Regions from separate parts of the Mus musculus genome. Here all the other regions are linked to region 1. The links are chromatin contacts, called in public HiChIP or PLAC-seq and promoter capture Hi-C maps. All regions are on one chromosome and are shown on one strand. Each heading gives the region's core, a stretch centred on a gene start, on an enhancer-like site or on the middle of the called end of the contact. The rest is flanking DNA. Distances are from core to core; before and after follow the strand shown.

Region 1 (3,910 bases), core at 638-3,137:
TCCCATCCTTGCCCAGATTCTGAGGCCCCTAGTCCCAAGAGAGCTGACTGAGCACAAGTCAGGAACCAGCCCTTCCCAGACCACTGGGGAGGTGGGAAGGCAAGTTCAGACATGGACAGCCATCCACCCTGCCTGCCTGCCCCTGCCTCCTTCCCAGCTTTCCACTCCAAAGCGTCTTACCAGCGTAGCGTTGAGTAAAATGTACCAGAAAGAGTATGAGAGAGCCCACCTTCTACCGTGGGACCTGCTTACACCTGGATGGGTGCAGAGAGGCAGAGTTGTCATTCAGGAGCAGCTGTCTTAGTCAGACATTGGGCTGTCCATGTGCCCGTAGGCCTCCCTTGGATGTCTAAACAAGACCATGGAAGGTGTGTTCCCTCCTGAACCCTCTGTGCCCTTCTCAGATGGTTCTGTCTGTCCCAGGCTGCCCGAGGCTCCAAGACAGGCATTGAACCTGGAGGCGACCAGGTTTCCGCATGTTTGTCCGTGGGCAGTGTTGCGTGGGCTCTGCAATTTGCTAAAGATGTTTTTGATAAGAGAGATCTAGCCCAGACCAGCACAGAGCCAGGCCCCAGGGTACATGCTGAGTGGATCTCTTAGTCTCAGGATGTCAAGGGCTCCGAAGAGAGAGACCCTGGGCTCAAAGGGTGCTTGGGTAGAGAAAGGGGTGACTCTTGCCCCATCTAAGGCTTGTTTGTTGGGGCTGTTACCTTGAAAACATCCCAGCTCTTCACTGCTTTAGGGATTTATGGGGGGGGGGGGTCATCAGGACCAGAGGCTGGTGAAGCTGCTTGGGGCTTGCAAAGACAGCAAGTACAGCCCTGCTGTGCTGAGGGGTTCCTAGAGAGACCTCAGAGTCCTGACTCTGCCACAGGCCATGTGATCCAAAAGTCCCAATTAAGAGAAGTCTAAGCCCTGGTTGAAGGCACTTATAGTGTCAGGCAGCCAGGCTTGCAGGGTTGTTGGTGGCAGCAGCAAAGCCAGTTGTGACAGGTGGGCAGGTCTCTGGGATAGCTTTGCTCTGGCTCCAGAAACTTTGGCCAGGTTTGCCAGAACAGCCATGCTGAGCTGCAAGGGGCCCCGACTCCCCAGAGTTCCTGATCCGTTTTAATTTTCCGTGTGCTCTGAGCCATTTATTCCAGAAGTGTCTGCTGAGTGCTGCTGAGCCTCAGGCTCCATTCTGGCTGCTCCCCGTGGCTCTCCGCAACAGCACTGCAGGGCCCGGAGGGCTGAGGGGCAGGCTGCTCCCAGCCCAGTTTCTTGGCCTTATCTCTCCAACCCTGCCCTGGGCCCGGGTCCGCTTGCAGCCGAAGTGAAGATGACACCAAGCTACTCTGACCAGAGAGGGGTGGCGGCCCCAGGAGCCTTGCTTGTCAGTGGCCTCTAGCAGATCTCCAACAACCAAGCTTTGTTTGGGGACTGATCTGACCTGGTTCGATGAAGCCTTACTGTTGGCTGCCCAAGACCTCAGGACAGGAAACGGGAGCACGGAAAGCCAATCCTAGCTTCAGGTCGCAGGATGGCCCTTGGACCCGGACCTTCCCTGGCTGGGACCCAAGTCACCAGTCAAACCCTGACCTTCAGCATTGATTGGAATGCTGAAATCAGGGGCAGAGAAGGTCTCTGTGGAGCTGAGGCAACCCATCTGACCCTGGCTTGAGGATCCCGAGGAGAGGACCTATAGGCTTGCCTGCCTCCTGCGTGGCAGTTGGTGGCTGCAGTCTCTGCCACAGTGGTCTTTTCCTCACTCCTCCCAGGGCATGCTCACACTCTGACTCCCCCAGACTACATCTGGAGCAAAGGGTGGGCCACAGCAGCATCAGGAGTCCTGGAGTGTTATACCCAGGTCCTCGCCAGGCCAGGCGTGTTGGGGCAGCAGCTGACTCAGGAGTAGTGGCAACCGTGCTCAGGTTTGAGCTGAGTTCCAGGTGAGCATGGTTACCAGGAAGGGCTGGGCACCAGTGAGCTAGCTGGCTGGCTGCCCGGGGCCTTGAGCTGAGATCAATGGGACTTGCATCCTGGGGCCCTCCTTTCACAACCCTCTTTATAGAGGATCAGATCCCAGCCGGAGGATAAGGCTACTGTAACCCAAGCAACTTGGAAGTGGGTTACATCCAGTGCTTGTCATCTTCCAGCATGCTAGGGACTTGACCGCTGGGCACAGAGGGGTCTGGAGGAGTTATTTGTAAAACTCACTGATAATTAATTCTATATCTTTGGCTCAGTAGAGCAGAGCAGGCGAGTGGCTAGGTAAGGTTAGAGCTGAGGGCTTCTGGGTCATATGGATACTGCAGGGTGCCAGACAAAAGGGCAGTCAGATGTACCAGGGAGCCGGGAGGAATGGTGGCTTCTCACCAGCACTGGCATCGCGCTGCCTCCCTGCTTACAAGGTGTGGTAAAACCTCAGCTATGTCGGATGAGTCACTGGGTGGCAGAGCTTCCTGGTGGCTGCGGGCCGGCCTTAACTGTGGACCTCGGTTGCCTTTATTTTATTTGATTTTTTTCTCCCCTCTGGAAATGCTTTCTGAGACAGACCCTGTATCCATCACTTTCGTTTGTTTGTTTTGCTGTTGTTGCCTGTGGTCGATGTTTTGTGTTGTGGACTTTTCCTTCAGCGATGCAATCAGGAAATGGAACCGGAACATAAAACCCTACCTGTTGTTAGATTCACTTTTATGTCCCTTGCTCTGCTTGTCCCCACAAGTGTGAAATGTATCGTTTAATTATCTGAGCGGCACCTGCTTTCAGGGTTGCATGTCCCTGTCACTCAGGCCCTTTCACCGGGAAGTCACATACCAGGTACGGGTCAAAGCCAGAGCTCTGGCGGCTCTTCAGAGTGGACGTCCTGTGTTTGGTGGCCCCTCACCCGCTTTCCTAGAGGATCTGGCCCACTGATCCGTCTAGACTGTAATGGTGACTCTTTGGCTATTATTATGGCTGTCACCCACAACCAGGAAAGTATGCTCAGGATAGCATTTCATCAAGAGGTATGATGGAGAGAAACTGTCCATCAACCTGCTGAGTGTCCCTGCGCTGGTTTGCTGTTGAGACCAGCTGTCCACCATCTTCATTCCTTGCAGTGACTGGCACACGAGGCTGGCGCAGTGTGATCTCTCCATCCCTGTCACCTCCCGAGCCCATGGGCATGGATCAATGGCTGCAGGTGACAGGCTACCTGGGTCACTTGGCAACCAGGTGTCTGCTGGCTGGTTACTTTGCAGTGATTTCTTCTGGAAGCTTCCTTCCTCTGGCAATCAGGCATAGTTCTCTGGCTTTTCCTGAGCGTTAACATTTTGTTCCTCTGGCCTCAGTCTTTCTCTCATCACCCTGGTCGCTCCTTCCAGGAACTCTCGGCATGGCGGTCCTCTGCCTCCTCCTCTCTATGAGGAATCCCTGTGTGGTAACCCAGTGGCCCCAAGGTGAAGTGAATTACATGTTGGTTCCCTTCCTGTTGCTGTGACAAAGTTCTTAACAAAAGTGTGGGACATGTCATGTTGGTTCACAGTGTGATGGGCCAGTCCGTGTGTGCGTGTGTGTGGGGGGAGGGTCATGATGGAAGCTGGAGCTGGAGGCAGCTGGTCACTCTTCACTCACAGTCAGGAAACAGAGGGGGAGGTAAATGTTGGGGCTCAGCTCCTGTTTCTTTTATGCAGCAGAGAGCTCCAGCCTGTGGGATCATGCTGCCTGCACTCAGGGAGGGTCTTCCCTCCGCCATTAAAGCTCTCTAAAAAAACAATGTCCTAGACACAGGCAGGAAGAGGTACGCCTCCTCTGTGAGACCAAGTCCAGTCACCTTAACAATGAAGATTTGCGATTGCAGACCCATACTCTCAGGCGACTTGGGGTTCTAAGCTAGTGTGCTTAAACACTTAAAAAGTGGTGACCCCCTGCCTCTGTATGTTGAGTGGAG
Region 2 (3,910 bases), core at 1,051-3,550, 990 kb before region 1:
TGGCTGGGGAGGCAAGCCTTGTTCTAGAAAAGATGAGAATTTTAACATAGCCCTGGGAAAGACATCTTTATTGTTTATTGTGAGACAAGGCCTCACCGCGGAACTTTGGCTGGCCTAGAACTCACTGTGTAGACCAGGCTGGCTTTGAACTAACTCATAGAGATCCACTTTCCTGTCTCCAGAGTACTGGGATTAAAGGTGTGCACCAACACACCCATCTTGTGAATAATGCCCCTTCCTGTGTCTCCACCATCTATCACTAGCGTCATACAGAGCACACACTTCTCTCCTGCTCCAGGTGACTGGCAAAGCTCTGTTTCCGGGTGACTCAGAGATTGACCAGCTCTTTCGGATCTTTCGCACCCTGGGGACCCCCAGTGAAGCCACATGGCCCGGAGTCTCCCAGATGCCTGACTATCAGAGTAGCTTCCCCAAATGGAGCAGGAAGGGGCTGGAGGAAATCGTGCCTAGTCTGGGACCAGAAGGCAAGGACCTGCTCCTGGTAGGTACCAATAAACAAGGACAGCATCCTAGCAGCAGCAGAAGGTCCCCTGTTTCAAGCCACCCTCTTATGTAACTAGTCAAGTGAGACTGGACTCCTCTGACCTTTGTAAACACTTGGCTTGTCTCTATATATCCGGTCAGGAGCCGCTCTCCTGATAAATCCAATGTCCACTCTCCCTTTTGAAACTCCTCAAAAGTAGTTAGCTTTGGCTTTGTGCCTTGGCTGTTGTTTTGTGTCTGACTCTCTTGTGGGTTTCCTGCCCCATCTGGGTGGAGCAGTTCTCTGAGCAGAGGCCACACCTCCTCCTGCCTCAGTGTCCCCCATAGCACCTCTCTCACAGGTCAGTCTCCACATAGGACTGGCTGTGCAGGGCAGCTCTTCCCTACCTGTGGACCACTGGCTCCCTACTGATGATGCTTCAGCTGCCTCCTGGGCCTCAGAGCCAGCCCTGTTTGCTCACAAGCATGATGTCCCCATTTCTGGGTTTGCCCATGCTGGGCCAGGGAAGAAAGGGCAGGGCCGCCATCGAGGCCAAAGTGACCTCACCAGAAGGCTATGTGTGCTGCCTAGCAACCTAGCGCCAGCAGGATGGCAGGCACTTCCTGCTAAAGCCACTTTTCCTTCAAATGCTGTTTCCTGGCACCCTGCCTGGGTTATGTGTGTGACTACAGAGAGTGAGCTGCATAGGCCTGCTCTTAGGCTGTTAGCTCCTCCTCCACTTGTTCTGTCTATCCTGCCCCAGCACAAGTGCGCACTCTTTGGACATCTGTTCTCAAGCAGGAGCAGGTGGAACCATGAATCATAGGCCTGGACTCAAAAACTAACTGTTTAACCTCAGTTCTGGGAGCGTCCAGACCTGGCTTAAACGCTGGGGAACTCAGGCTAAGATGGTTCAGTTGGCAACGTGCTTGCCATATAAACATGAGAGCTTGGCTTCAGATCTGCAGAACCACACAAAGCCTGGGGGTAGGGTGGCTCAGTGGGTAAGGCTCTTGAGGCCCAGTCATGGTACCTAAAGCTGAACACAGAAGCAGGAGTCTGTAACTCCACTGCTCCAAGGGCAGGATGGGGGCCTGAGACAGGGGGATCCCTGGAGCTCACAGGTCAGCTAGCCTGGCCTATGCAGTGCTGGCAAACAAAGAGGCCCTATTTGGGGGCTGGAGAGATGGCTGCTCTTGCAGAGTTCAGTTCCCAGCACCCATACCAGGAGTCTCATAGTCAACTCTAATTCCAGTTTGGGGGGAGGGGGGGACCTGCTTTTCAGGCATGGCTCTCCCTCCCCCTGGGACCTGTTGAAGGGACTCCCTCTCTACCCTGATTTCACCCAACAGTCTCTTGTCCTTCCTCCCCCAGCGACTCCTGCAGTATGACCCCAGCCAGCGGATCTCAGCCAAGACTGCCCTGGCCCATCCCTACTTCTCTCCTGGACACTCCCTAGCACCCCAACAATGTACAGCAGGGCGTTCCTCCCGCTGAGAACACGTATGTGGGGCCCACCACCTCACACCCTCGCCAGCTGCCTCCCTCCCTTTCTGCCTTTCTGGGGAAGAACAGACCCTGAGGGGCTTGGGTTCATGTCGTCTACAGGTTGGCAAGTTCCTGTATTGTTTGTTGGATTTAATGGAGCACTTTCGAAAGGCATGCAGGTGCTCCCTGCCCAATTGGGGGCAGGGCACAGAACTCCTCTGAATGACCAGACAGTAGGTGTCAGGTTAGATAAGAGACCCTAGCCCTTCGCCTTCACTGCACAGCTGCAGAGCATGGCCCCTGAGAGAGGGTGCCCTCTGCTGGTCTTTTGGTTTAGGCTGTTGGGAGAGTTGAATTCCAGTTCAGAGGACCTAGTTAAACAGGAGGAGGGGCAGGGCAGTTCTCTGATCCTAAGAGTGGTTACAACACCTGAGGGTGTTCTAAGTAGTCGCGTCATCAAAAATAGGCAGTTGATGTCCTTCTGTGTGACACATGGAAAATAAATGTAACTTCTTCCTGAGCTTTTGGTGTCAATCTTCGTATGGGGGACATGGTCTGACAACAAAGGGAAGCTCTCCACAGAGAGCTAGAGGCAGTTCTGGCAGGAACTGAGGGGCTATGGGGCTTCCAGGGTCTCCTTTCATGACCTTCTGTTTCTCAGGCAGGTGAGCTGGGCACATCTACCCCACACAACACATACTTTGGGGTGGGGGAATCCCCAAGCAGTACTGCTTCTGGGCTCACACCCCAGACACACTGACCCCGCAACCCCAAATGAGAGGAGACTCGGCACAGAGATAATCCATTTATTAGAAGCACGGGGTGGGGAGGAACAACGGAACTTCCCATATTTGGGGACAGAGCCCAACACCACAAACGATTGCGCAGTGAGGTGGACACTCAGGAGGAGGACCCGCTGCCTCGGATTACGCAGCTCCAGGGCAAGGTGACGTGTGCATTCTCCCTCCCCCTCTGCAGAGCCCCTCATCAACGCACACAGGATCTTGGCAGGGTGGGGGAGGCCGCGCGGTAGCAGCGATAGCCTTCTAGCATGGCGGGGAGCAGTAGTAGGCCACTTAGAGGATCTTTGCGGCAGCGCCCCATGGCCTCCTTGTAGCTCAGCCTCTCCTTGGTGATGGGGTCTGTCAGATCCTTCTCGTAGCCGGATTCATCTTGCAGGAGCTGGCCCAGGTCTTCGCTGATCATCCCGCAGAGCACAGCCTGAGGGACGGGGATGCGTCCCGTCCTCTTGGGGTCGATGAGGCCCCCAGTCAGGTGCTGTACCAGCAGGTGGGGAAGCACGCTTTCCTGGGGCATCCAGCCCTTCTGGATGGCCTCACCCACCGACAGCCTCTTCCTGGTGACAGGGTCCTCGATGCCGGTGAAGGCCTTCTGAGCATTGAGCAGCCGTTGAGTGGAGGTGTTCTCAATGAGTCCCCGCTCCACCGCCTTGTGTACGGAGTACCGTTCTCGGCTAAGAAGGTCAACAATGCCTCCCGTGGCTGCCTGGGCCTCCAACAGCTTCTGCCCAGTGATAGGATCCAGCATGTTCTTGGCCACAGCTGCCTTGATGCTACACTTGTTGTCTGTGGTTGTATCGTAGATCCCCGCGATGGGGAAGCTATCCTCAGTGAGCCCAAAAGAGAGGCCTGGGGAGAAGAAGCCGGTACTCTGGGGGCCTGGGGAGCAGACTGGAGACTTGGAGATGATGGACCCAATGGAGAGTGAAGAACTCGGCTTGGTCTCCCCTGCCACAAGCAGGGCAAACTCGGAGATGGGGAGGCGGCCATCTTTGTACCTGTGGTACTCTTCTTTGGAAATGCGGCGGCAGCGGAGGGCGGCCTCGATGGAGTATTGCTTCCCGCTCTTGCGGTCCAGGAGCACAGACTCCTCCCCGCAGGGGCTGGAGGTTGTGACTTCTTCCCAGTCACACTCCAG
Region 3 (3,910 bases), core at 878-3,377, 640 kb after region 1:
GTAAATAAGCATGTATAGAGAAAGGGGCTGGGAGCCTGTTTGCCAGCAATACCAGCATTTGACAGACAGAGGTGGGAGTGTAGTAACTTCAACATAGTGAATTTTAGGCCATCCAGGGGTCCCTAGCTAGACTCTCAAAAGCCAAAAAGGGCCACCATGATCGCTCAGCAGGTAAAAAATTTGCTGATTCAACCTGACCCTGTCCTTGGATCCTTGGTAGAAGGATAGACAAACTCTCAAAAACTGTCCTGACCTCCACACAGGAGGTACACTATACACATGCACACACATGTGCTCACACACGTGTATATACATACATCATACTTACACAAACATTGATAACAATTGGTAGGGTTTTTAAAAACTATTTTTTAAAGATTTATTTATTATTTTATGTAAATACACTGTAGCTGTCTTCACACACTCCAGAAGAGGATCTCTTTAAGATCTCTTTACGGATGGTTGTGAGCCACCATGTGGTTGCTGGGATTTGAACTCTGGACCTTCGGAAGAGCAGTCGGGTGCTCTTACTCACTGAGCCATCTCACCAGCCCCCAAAACTATTTTTTTATATTCTTAACTATGCATATGGGAGAGTTTGTGCACATGAATGCAGTGCCCACAGAGGTTTGAGGTCCCAGATTGCCCCCTGTAGCGGGGTTACAGGGAGTTGAACTCAGGTCTTCAGGAAGAGCAGCGAGTGCTCTTAACTGCTGAGCCATCTCTCCAGCCCCCCAAAATCATTTTTTTTCAAAATCAACATTTTAAAAAATTATAGATGCTACTTTTAAAACATAAAAAGTTACCCCCCCCCCCATAGAAGTTATTGATTGAAAGAAGCCAGTAGCCTGGCATGGGGCTGAGGAGGACTAAAAGCCTCTTAGCTTCTTCCTGTACTTCACAGGACAGGAGACACATTGTTCTACAACTCCCAGCATCCTGCTGCAGCAGGCAAGGCAACGATTACTTTACTTATCTTTTTCTTTAGATTTCTATGTGACTGTTTATAGATAGACTGAAGGGTTTACCATTACTTGGTCTCCTTGCTTTGAAAATGCTGGAGAGTTGGCCCAGTGACGAGGCCCCTACTCGATGATGCTCTTTTCCTGGTTCCCCAGTGGCCCTGGCCCTGGCCCAGATTACAGGAGATGGTTCTCCCATAGACACAGACCTCCTGCCCCGGCCCTTTGTATGCATGTGGAGATGTTGGGGTTTTGTTGCTTGCTTGGTTTGGGTTTTTAGAGATAAGGACCCCTATCAAGTTGCTCTCTGGCTCTGGCTGAGAAATCAGGGCCTGCTTTACACCTCTCTGGTTGCCTAGCATCCAGGAGCTGCCCACAGGTTAACTCCAGGATCTGATTTCACCTGGACTCAGGAACCTTCCAGATTTTCCCCAGGAGCTCTGAGTTTCCACATCAAATAACCTGGCTAGACAGGAACAGGCTAGTCAACAGACAGAGCTGTGGAGACAGGTCCTGTTACATAACCTACCTTAGCTGGCAATGGCTGGGTTGCTCAGAGCTAGTTACTGAATAATTGGGGTGGGGAGGGGATGCAAAGAACAGGCAGGCCTGGGTAGCAAGAGAGAAGAAATCAGAAATCGGATGGCGGGGGTTGGGGGGGTGGGGCCCAGAGGGATGGCTTAGCAGTTAAGAACACAGGCTTGGCTGCTCTCCTCACAATTGTCTGTAACTAGTTTCAGGGAATCCGACATCCATAACACAGACATACTTCACATGCAGGCAGATACCAATGCACATATGATAAATAATTAAAGAGAGAGAGGGGGGCTGGAGAGATGGCTCAGCGGTTAAGAGCATCGACTGTTCTTCCAGAGGTCCTGAGTTCAATTCCCAGCAACCACACAGTGGCTCACAACCATCTGTAATGGGATCCGATACCCTCTTCTGGTGTCTGAAGAGAGCAATAGTATACTCATATACATAAAATAAGTAAATAAATTTTTAAGAAGAAATCAAGTAGTCACTTAACTGTGGAAGAGTTGAAATTATAAGCTGCTTGGTTGTTTTATACTCAGATGGGTGAGGATCCAAATGCTTTGACCTCAAACTGTTGTGACATTACTGTGATACAAACCTGGACTCTAAGGACATCAAACAGTGGCCTGATTGACCGTGCCAAGCCAACCTTGCCTGTACATCTGACCCCTGCTGTCCCTTTATTAATCTCAGCTCTGCTAAACAGAATTCCTCACAATTTTCTCATGATAAGCTGAGAAATAAATCCAGTCTGCCAGCCTCTTACCCAACTCAGAGACGGTGGACTCACTGGTAGAGATGAACACAACTTATTAGATAACAGTAACACTGTACATAGCAAATGTTTTGCTAAAATAAATAAAACATCAAGAAATTTACATACTAAATTGTGATGCTAAAAAAAAATGTTTGACTCTGGCTGGAGAGATGTGGATTTGGTCTAACATTTGTATGTGTTAATTGGGTTCCCAAAATTGCATGATAATCTGCACATAAGATGCCGAGTGTTCTTGCCGCAGTTGGTTTTGATTGATAAAGTTGCCAGTGGCCAATGACTGGGCAGGGAAACAGAGGTGGGGCTTAAGGATTCCCAGGGAAGAGTCAGAGGAAGGAACAGGAGGAGAGAACTGCCATGCCAGGAAAGAAGTAAAGACCAGGCCTTAGAAATGCAGGTTAGGGCTGGAGAGATGGCTCAGCAGTTAAGAGCACAGATTGCTCTTCCAAAGGTCCTGAGTTCAAATCCCAGAGACCACATGGCGGCTCATAACCATCTGTAATGAGATCTGATGCCCTCTTCTGGGATGTCAGAAGACAGCTACAGTGTACTTACATAATAAATAAGTAAATCTTTAAAATAAAAGGAAATGCAGGATAGAGAGACAGCCTCCATGTGACAACCGGGGAAGACAGGCCTCACCCCCAGCCCCCACCCAGGTCTAGGGCAACAAAGATGGAATAGAGTAATAACTGAGGAATATCAGAGGGGGGTGTGTTAGCCACGTGGTTGGGAGTGGCCCAACCATTGAGCCCAGAACATTGGGGCGGGTAGCAAGGAACTACCACTGGTGCCAGGTCGATTTCAGTAGGATTAATTAGTAACTGCAAGAGACATGGCTCAGAGGTTAAGAGCACTGGCTGCTCTTCCAGAGGTCCTGAGTTCATAACCATCTGTAATCAGATCTGCTGCCCTCTTCTGGCCTATAGACATACATTCAGGCAGAACGCTGTATACATAAATAAATAAATCTTTAAAAAATGTTTTTTGACTTAGGGCTGGGGAGATGGCTCAGTGAGTATGAGCACTTACTGTGTTCTTACCGGAGTTTGAATCCCTAGCACCAGTCTTAAAGGCCAGGCATGGCCACTGTGTATCTGTAAACCCAGCACTGTGAGGGGCAGAGGCAGGAGGACCAGTGGAGTTTCTGGTAGCCAGTGAGAAACTGTGTCTCAAGGGAATAGGGTAGAGAGTGTTAGAGTCTAACACCCAATGTACTCTGGACTCCACATGCATGTTTAGAAGTGTGTGCACTTACATATATGTACATACACCCACCCCCCCACCCCGAAACAAATCCCACATACAAGTACACACTTTTGAGCTGGGCTGGAACGATAGCTCTTTGGCAGAGTGCTGACCTAGCATGCATGAGGCCCTGTGTTTAAATCAGGCATGGTGGTGTGTGCCTATAATCCCAGCATTTGGGAGATGAAGGCAGGAGGATCAGAAGTTGTTTTATGAATTCAAGGCTAGCCTGGGCCACACTAGACCCTGACTAGGGTTTTTTCCTTTTGTTTTTGACTCCAGTTGGGCACGGTAACGACGACCTATTATTGTAGCACTAGGGAGTGTTGCTTGGTTTTTGCGCTACCACACTTCTGCTTCCCTTCCAACCTCCCAATGCTAGGAAAGA

What was found. Promoter capture Hi-C pulls out the DNA fragments that hold promoters and counts their contacts. HiChIP or PLAC-seq counts read pairs in DNA pulled down with a chosen protein or histone mark.
Region 2: a contact with region 1 is called in an HNF4G HiChIP or PLAC-seq map of pancreatic cancer cells. The contact joins two enhancer-like sites. A contact is called at or near these places in 1 of 115 datasets of contacts at active chromatin or transcription factors (pancreatic cancer cells) and 1 of 9 other capture datasets (embryonic stem cells).
Region 3: a promoter capture Hi-C map of liver shows a contact between it and region 1, with 2.8 times the contacts expected there. The contact joins two enhancer-like sites. A contact is called at or near these places in 2 of 39 promoter capture datasets (the C10 cell line and liver), 10 of 115 datasets of contacts at active chromatin or transcription factors (astrocytes, craniofacial prominence, embryonic basal ganglia and 7 more) and 1 of 9 other capture datasets (embryonic stem cells).

The regions. Positions count from the first base shown.
Region 1 is chr11:117,203,269-117,207,178 of GRCm38.p6, forward strand. It overlaps a transcript of Septin9 not described here. Among named protein-coding and RNA genes, the nearest start is that of Gm39478, 61 kb to the right of the region's middle. Within about 2 kb of position 1,888, at least 58 of the 459 cell types and tissues checked have an H3K27ac peak or open chromatin away from gene starts, as enhancers often do. A contact at or near this core is called in liver and pancreatic cancer cells, where this site is marked.
Region 2 is chr11:116,217,796-116,221,705 of GRCm38.p6, forward strand. Evpl (envoplakin) reads right to left here. Exons shown (of 22, transcript NM_025276.3): 22 at 2,764-3,910. The coding sequence ends at 2,960. It also overlaps the pseudogene Cdk3. Among named protein-coding and RNA genes, the nearest start is that of Gm33250, 5.5 kb to the right of the region's middle. Within about 2 kb of position 2,301, at least 134 of the 459 cell types and tissues checked have an H3K27ac peak or open chromatin away from gene starts, as enhancers often do. A contact at or near this core is called in pancreatic cancer cells, where this site is marked.
Region 3 is chr11:117,843,749-117,847,658 of GRCm38.p6, forward strand. No RefSeq gene overlaps it. Among named protein-coding and RNA genes, the nearest start is that of Birc5, 3.5 kb to the right of the region's middle. Within about 2 kb of position 2,128, at least 17 of the 459 cell types and tissues checked have an H3K27ac peak or open chromatin away from gene starts, as enhancers often do. A contact at or near this core is called in liver, where this site is marked.